Regions from separate parts of the Mus musculus genome. Here regions 2 and 3 are each linked to region 1. A link is a contact called in public ChIA-PET and promoter capture Hi-C data. All regions are on one chromosome and are shown on one strand. The core of a region is the stretch at or near the end of the contact, and the rest is flanking DNA. Distances in the headings are between cores, read along the strand shown.

What was found. Promoter capture Hi-C pulls out the DNA fragments that hold promoters and counts their contacts. ChIA-PET counts read pairs in DNA pulled down with a chosen protein or histone mark.
Region 2: a promoter capture Hi-C map of 3T3-L1-derived adipocytes shows a contact between it and region 1, with 2.0 times the contacts expected there. The contact joins the promoter of Rab3ip here to the promoter of Slc35e3 in region 1. A contact is called at or near these places in 4 of 39 promoter capture datasets (the 3T3-L1 cell line, 3T3-L1-derived adipocytes, liver and 1 more).
Region 3: a contact with region 1 is called in an RNA polymerase II ChIA-PET map of memory CD8 T cells, with 5 read pairs. The contact joins the enhancer-like site here to the promoter of Slc35e3 in region 1. A contact is called at or near these places in 1 of 39 promoter capture datasets (hippocampal neurons), 1 of 484 Hi-C or Micro-C datasets (cerebral cortex), 2 of 115 datasets of contacts at active chromatin or transcription factors (large pre-B cells and memory CD8 T cells) and 1 of 9 other capture datasets (embryonic stem cells).

Annotation. Positions count from the first base shown.
Region 1 is chr10:117,745,064-117,747,663 of GRCm38.p6, forward strand. It overlaps Slc35e3 (solute carrier family 35, member E3), which reads right to left and starts at 1,295. Exons shown (of 5, transcript NM_029875.2): 1 at 722-1,295. The coding sequence starts at 1,123.
Region 2 is chr10:116,949,146-116,951,745 of GRCm38.p6, forward strand. It overlaps Rab3ip (RAB3A interacting protein), which reads right to left and starts at 1,308. Exons shown (of 11, transcript NM_001359645.1): 1 at 1,115-1,308. It overlaps 4933412E12Rik (RIKEN cDNA 4933412E12 gene), which reads left to right and starts at 1,417. Exons shown (of 3, transcript NR_038026.1): 1 at 1,417-1,547.
Region 3 is chr10:118,533,020-118,535,619 of GRCm38.p6, forward strand. The region is part of intron 1 of Ifngas1 (Ifng antisense RNA 1); the gene reads right to left. Among named protein-coding and RNA genes, the nearest start is that of Ifngas1, 22 kb to the right of the region's middle. Within about 2 kb of position 1,277, at least 4 of the 459 cell types and tissues checked have an H3K27ac peak or open chromatin away from gene starts, as enhancers often do. A contact at or near this core is called in memory CD8 T cells, where this site is marked.

The DNA of each region.
Region 1 (2,600 bases), core at 45-2,544:
CATAACAGTGGGGCTGGGGTGGGGGAGCACTGTAAGTTTTCTTTGGGGAAAACTGCCAATCCTTCTCTACAGAGATTCACATACAACTCTACATCTGGAAGAAAATATGAATCCGTGCGTTGTGCTTTGTAAGGAAACAGGACACACATTTACAGGGAATAAAATAATCCCCCAAACCAGTACTTAACACATAAGCATAAACAAGGAAGGAGGAAAGCATTATGACTGGAAAAACGAAAAAACCACTAAGTGCTAATGTTATTTTAACGAATCTCCTTTTATGTAAACACAAGGCACCCCAGCAGTGTGCCACTGAAGGTGTATTCCGAGGTATTTTATGCTAAACCATTTCATGTTTATCACTTCTGGTTCGATTTCCTGGGGATATTCTTTTCTTTCCAGGTTGAGCTTTCGCAGATATCCTGACACACTGAACTGTTCCATTAAGGCAGCTCTCTCCCTCATCAATCCCAGCAGTTAAAGATTTCTATCAGGAACACACCCATTTACTAAATAGCAGCGGAGTGTCGAGATGGCCTTTTCCACCCCTCCCCAAACAAGCTTCTTATAAGGGCCTGGCTCGTGTGTGGAGTAAAGATTATGGGAATGGGCTTCCGTCGTGCCAGGCTATAAGCAAGGTGTATTCAGTTTTCCCGGGGAGAAAGGCAGCCAGGTAGCTGGGCAGGGACAGGCTCGCGCAGCGGCAGCGGCAGCTACTCACCAGCGTGAGCTGTATTCTGACGGAGAATCTCTTCTGGTACCAGAAGGTTTGGATGGCTATGATCACCGGCGTGGTCATGGCCTTGGCCAGCTGATAGGTGCCTATGGTGTTGTTCTGCAGAGAAAGGTTGGTGAAGACCACAAAGCCACAGAAGCTGAGGGCCAGGAGGAGGAGCTTGGAGAGCGGCAGACTTTTGGGGGCAAAGATGTTCAGTTTCTGGCAGATGTACAAGCCCAGCCAGGTGACCACGAAGTGCACCAGGGTCAGGCTCATGTTGGGGAAGCCGTGGTGTACATAGATCCATTTGTTGAGGAACACGATGCAGATGGACACCAGCAGGTTGAACAGGAGCCCGGCGGCGATGCGCCCGTTGCCCCGGACCCGGTCCGCCAGCGATGCCATGATGCCCGCCGGCTGCGGAGCAGCGTCCTCGGCCGAGCCCGGGCTGTCCAGCCTCCCCGCGGGGCGCTCGGACGCTCTCCCGCTGTCCCGGCTCTCCGCCGCCGCGCGCCCGCAGCCGCCCGCTCCACGGTCCGGCCGGAGACAGGCATGCGCCAGCCGGGTCCCGGTCGCTGCGCCGCGAGGTAATAGGCCGCCGCCCTCCGAGCGGGTCCGCCACGGCTCCTCCCAGCCCCGCCCCCGCGCAGCCACGTGATTCCGCCGCGCAGGCGCGCTCGGCGCTCCGCTGGGTTGCTTAACTCGGCTGGAGGGAAGCCCTTGGCTCCCAGGGAAGATTAGTTTCTGTGGCCGATTCCCCGACTTACTGGGAGGCGCAGATTCCCCGCCAGTTTTACTCTCCACGTTGCTGAGCTGTTTTAATCCTCTGAAGGGGGGCAGAGCATTACTTACTGAAAGCATATTTTAAAATATCTTTAAAAGTCTAAACAGGCCGGGCGGTGGTGGCGCACGCCTTTAATTCCAGCACTCAGGAGGCAGAGGCAGGCGGATTTCTGAGTTCGAGGCCAGCCTGGTCTACAGAGTGAGTTCCAGGACAGCCAGGGCTATACAGAGAAACCCTGTCTCGAAAAACCAAAAATAACCGTCTAAACAGGTAAGAGTGGATGGACAACTAACTGTCGTCTACTGTAGATTTAAACATATTTTGGCGTATTTGCCTCGAAAAACTTTAAACCACAGAATTTTTTACCCACGAAGTTTTTTTTTTTTTTTAGTAAAACCTAAGAAGCAAGTACATTTACCTGTATGCCCAAGATATTAATTGCACTTCTAAGAGGCATATTATAGTAGCAAGCATGCAGTCCAGTTTCAAAGTTACAGAGCTGGAGAGGAAGTGAAAAATTATATATTTTTGGTTTTGTTTTTCGAGGCCGAGAACTCATTCAGGCTAGACTCGATCTCAATATTCACTTTTATTCACACTGTTACAATATGAGAGTGGTATTTCTCATCTGCAAACGTCAAATACCAACTCAAAGTCTGTCCACACTGATTGAAAACGTGGACCCCCCACTTTTACAATGTTACAGGGATTAAATAGAGCAGACTTGGAAGTCTCTACAGAGCTAAGGATGACACAGAACGGATCTCCCTGCTTCCACCCATTGAAGTGTCACATGCCTTGCAACTAATGTGTAGTTTTAAGTTTTGGACACTATTTCATAGGTTTTTATGATCTGTTTGCTTATGTCTCTGCCCGTTTTCTCCAGGATACCGTTTTTTTCTAATTGGCACTGAAAAGAAGGTCTTTGCATCAGAGGCACAAGAGACTCTTTGATGAATTTTCCACAGTTAATTACGTGTGTGTGTGTGTGTGTGTGTGTGTGTGTGTGTGTGTGTGTGTGTGTGTGTGTATGGGTGCCTGTGTGACGGTCAGAGGATAACTCGGAGTCAGTTCTCTCCGTCCACCAGATGGACTGAA
Region 2 (2,600 bases), core at 58-2,557, 800 kb before region 1:
AAGCACGCTCATTCACAAAAGAAGGCATTAATTCAAAACATCCTTGGGCCGGAAAGAGAAAAAAGTTGAAAGACGTCTGTTCTTATAGTTAAGAATGCATTGCTGAGTAAATCTGTGTAACTGTTAAGTTCAGTTAATATATTCCCCTAGGGCCTTGAGGAGTAGATTCGGAATGCAGTGTCTATTCAAACATGAAAAGTCCTCTGAAAACGCACAGTCCTGGTAAATAAATAACACATGCTAACTGAACAAGGCCCCATAAAACTGGTGAAATATTTAACAGTATCAAATATTTACAACGATGGGCTGCATACCTACTCTGCCTCCTTTTCCTCTCGATTCATTGTTTAGAAACAAAAACTTAAGAACAGTGTAATGAACAGAAACCGGGTCTTTCAAGAGATTTACAATAGAACGGTTTGTTTTAATCCTCTTATCGGCCTCTCCTCCAATTATGCAATCATTCCAGAGCCAAAAGATCACAGGGCTCTTTCCCTTGACACGGGGGACACTGAGAAGTGTCTAAACAGGTAGGCTGGGAACAGGCAACATTTCCTTGAAACTAAAGTGCCTCTGGGGCACCAGCTCTAACTCGGAGGAGAGTGCGCCAGCCAGCCATTACGGATCGATGTTTTAATCCCCAACAACTGGCAACTCTTCGCGTGCTGCAGCGTCCACCCGGCACCATCCTCTCCCCAGCCTCGCTATTCCGCGGGCGGCGGGGGGCGAGCGGCCCACGCAGGGGGAACCGCTGTTCTCCCACTCCCGGGGTCCCGATTCCCGAAGTCAGGCTGGGCCGAGCGCGGCGGGGGAGACCCCGGGAACCGGCGACCCCCGCACATCCCCGGCCAACCGCGCCGCCCGCGACTTAAGCAACTCCGCGACCGAGGCCGCGCGGGCCGCCAGGTGAGCGCCGGAGCCGCCGCCCTTCGGGTCCCCGGGGCTCCGCAGCGGGCGGGCGGACGGGCGGACGGGCGGGCGCGATCCGCGCCCTCCCCGCCGCCTCCTGCACCTGCCCGGCCGCGCTCCGGGCCGGCGGGACAAGGGCGCGAGGCGAGGCGCCGAGGGGGCGGTGCTCACACCGCCCGCCTCTCCCTCCCGCCGCCGCACTCACCTGCCGGATCCGCCGCGGCCGCCGCCCGCGCTCGGCAGCGCTCGCAGAGCCGCAGGGTGCGCGTGCCCAGCTCGGGAGACGCGGAGGACGGCGGCGGACAGACGCCGCTCCACTCCGCCGCGGCTGGCGCTCTCTGCGATGGGAGCCGAGGGAGGGAGAGCCGACTGCGCCTGCGCCGAGCGCCGGGCGGAGAAGCGGCCGCCCCTCCCCCTCCCCCGCCCCCGCCCCGGGAGAGAGGGCGGGACTAGAGGCGGGACCGGGAGGGAGTGGCGAGGGGGACTCGCGCGCTGCGGCGCCCCCTGGCGACAGGAGGGGCTCGGTGCAGGCTAATCCACGCGCGGAGTCCAGGGTCCCTCTACAGCGGTTTCCCTGGGAACCACTCTGGCTGGAAATCCTGTGGCTGCCTTTGGAGGATGTGAACTCTCCTGGGATGGTAAGAGGCTTTGGACTGTGTATTGAGGACAAGCAGAACCGACCTGAAATTCCGCGTCTGTGGATACCTGAAGCTGGAGTAGGAGGTTAGGGGCCCGGGGAGGGGGGGGGGGGGGGGATGGGATGGGCGGGGAGCTGGTAAACCCAGATCCTTCCACTTTCAGTTTCCAAAGACCGTCTCTCATCTTTTACAGGAACTATATCTATTGTTTTGTTTTGTTTTGTTTTGCTTATCAAACTTCCATCCCACATTCGGGCTTCCAAGTTGGAAAACAAAAAACAAAGTACAGACAGAATCAAGCCCTGAAAATCAAACTCAGGGATGGGGGGTGGGAGGGAGCAGTCATCCTCGGTATTTCCGCCAATGTTTGTGATACTCAGAGGCAGGGGCTGCCATTCTGTTGAGTACATCAAGGAGGTGGTAATAAAAAGGAAGCTATGTGTGTGGTCCCTGTGATCAGCCACCTACTGACCTCTGTGACCTTAGGCGAGTTCATCTGCAATATCGCCAATCTTCTCACTGATAATTGGAAATAAGAATGTCTACCTCATCAAGGTTTTGAGAGTTAAGTGGTTTAATATATGTAATTAGTGTACCTCACCACATTCTGTGACACAGTGAGTCATACAGAAACACACATGTGTACACACACACACACCTCTACAAAAAATTCCTACCATCCAAAGACTCAAACAAAAGGAGACAAGTTTACTATTAAGAGAAAACTTTATGGGCTCCCTGTTTTACACATTTTTTTTCTAAAGAGATGTTCACACACACACACTTTTTGTTTTGTCTTGGTTTTCGAGACAGGGTTGGCCTCGAACTCAGAAATCTGCTGCCTCTGCCTCCCAAGTGCTGAGATTAAAGGCATGCACCACCACTGTCCGGCTCACACACACATCTTTTATCATATGGAATTGGTAATTACTTAACCCATGCTCCAGTTTCTTTGTAAACCATTCCCTGATGCTCGCCTGCCTCCCAACCCTAACTCCTTACCTGTGATCCCAGAACACTGTATTTCAGTGGTTCTCAACCTTCCTAACACTG
Region 3 (2,600 bases), core at 27-2,526, 790 kb after region 1:
TTATGTTCATTAAAAATGAAAGAAAAATTTGCACACTAATGAATAGATTAGTTGTATATTTTATAATAAGAAATCTTGGCTGAATACTTGATCCTGCAGGGCACAGAGGATATTCAATGTTTTTCAGAGTGGAATCATATTTAGATTTTATAGCAGTTAGTACAGAGAACACTGCTTTGTATAAATGCTAAGTACAAAATAGCAGAGGCATATCTGGGGTCCCTTCAGAAACGGTTGGAAATTCTCTCTTAATCAGAGTCAAAATTCATTTAATTGCTTTTAAAAATTGAAATTTACATAGCATTTTTAAAAATGAAACATTTGAACACAATAAATAAAACCCAATGACACTCAAATTTGATACTGATATGTTGAAGAAATTAATACTGATATATTAAAAGTCTTGTTTTCTCTAAATCATAATTTTCTTAAGTACTAAGTTTCTATGAGAACTGTATAAGTATGTATAATAAAAAATACTGGAATTTATTTTATTACCTTTGGGTAATTTGGAGACAAGGGTCTGTTTGGATTCATAAAGCTATTACCTCATACCATTATTAGGTTAAGAACCTATGTCAAGACAGCTCATAGGCCCTAGTAATAAACCTACTACTACTACTACTACTCCTACTACTAATACTACTACTACTATATTGCCAAGTGGACATAGTATTAAACTGAGTATTAATGACTTCTTATTAAACCCATAGATCAATAAGTCTTGATCAGCCCTCATCTGAAGAGCTTCTCCTTGTATACGTCGTGAGTAACACAGTGACCCACAAATGCCCAAAGCACAGATAATGGGGACTATAAAATGCTCAGCCCTAAAGGAGTTGGATAAGGGGGTTGAATATGATCGACTATGACACTGAAACTGTCAAAGAACTAATAAAAAAAACAACAAAATACACATCGGGAGGGGGCCTTTTAGCTTCGAGAAGCAGATGCTGGTAGAAAAGGAGGTAGCCCCTGTCATGGTTACACTACCCAAAATCTTTCCTGGGCAGAAGTGTTGCCACTACTGAGTCTTATAGACTAGGACCACAGTCTCCTGTTCAGCCATCCACAGGCTCTGAGTCAATCCCAGGCACCACGGTGGTGGGAGCGCTCACACCTGCATTGAGGAGGCCGCGCCATTCAAGTTTTCTCCTTCCATAGTTTCTTTGCATCTTGTTTTCATCTAGTTTGTCTGCTTGGCCGTTCATAGTTCCTTCCTTTCCCCCAAGAGAGCTCTGAAGAAACCAAAACCCCAGATACCACAGAAAGAGCAAAGCTCTTGTTGTTTATAGGCAACGCAGGCTGCTTTTCCTTCTGTGTTTGATGACAGAGCCCTCCCCACCCTCTGCGCATCCTGATTGTCTTTCTTTACTGGAAAGGCCCCCATGCTTGGGCTATTTTATGCATACGACAAGATGGCAGCAGGTATGCTCAGTGGTATCTAAATGTACATCAGTTACATTAGCTGAATCCGAGTTCACAGAACCAGAGCAGCTGGACCTGTGCAGGGTCTCCATTCCATTAACGCAGGTGGGACCAGCAATTTTGACATGATTCCCCATGAAATCTCCTTAGGAGAAACGAAACTATACAAACTCCCCTTTATTCTTCTCCCTCTGGTAAAAGGAGAACTGTAGGCAGTAGCTGTAAGAGAAGGGAAGGGAAGGTTGCCTCATTGTTGATTAGGTCAATAAAGACGGCAGAAACCAGTGGCTGGGTGAAGCATAAGGCAGGACTTCCAGGCTGGACAGGAAGAGATAGGGATGCAGGGAGTTTGGATCAGACTGTGGAGCAGAGAGCAGACATGCAACTCTTGGGGACTGATAGTTTGTGGCCTCTGCCATGAGGGGAGGTCAAGGAGGATAAGGCAGGATATTTTCACCCAGCCTTTGAGTTGTCTAGTCAGTTCCAAAATATAAAAGCCTCTAGTGGTTTCCTTTCACAGGGCTAAAGGGAGCTAGGTGAGATGGCCATTGCAGCACCTGGCAAGGAGGAATGGGCAGAGCTCTTGGGAGTACAGGCAGCAGTGGTACTCAGAGCATAGCAGGGGATCTTGGGAAAGCACTAGCTAGCCATGGTGGCTGACTAGATGGCCGGTGAGCAGCGGCTAGTCCCAGAGCCTAGCTGGAGCAAGCATGTCTTTAAAATTATGTGCAACAAGTATCTCCCTGGTCCTTTCTCATCTTCAATTGCCACTTCTCTGTTGTGTCTAATCTACTCACACCCTTCCCTTCATACACGACTCTCACGGTACCGAACTTAGAGTAACTCAAGAATGCTGGTGGGATTGGGAAGGCCCATTGTGTGTGGGTCAAAGCATAAGGATGCGTTATTGACAAACCCATCCATCCAGTCGTGGCAGGAGAATGAAAGCGGCTTCCCTTACTAGCCAATTTATCAGGTCCTTATCACGAAGATGGAAACAAGAGTGTTGGAGAGAATGAATAGAGACAGTCGATGGTGTGTGTGTGTGTGTGTGTGTGTGTGTGCGTGTGTGTGTGTGTATGTGTGTGTTTGAGTGTAGGGGAGGGTAAATGTAGTCAAAACACATTTGCACTCATATAAAACTGTCTTTATGAAACACATCGCTATTTTTA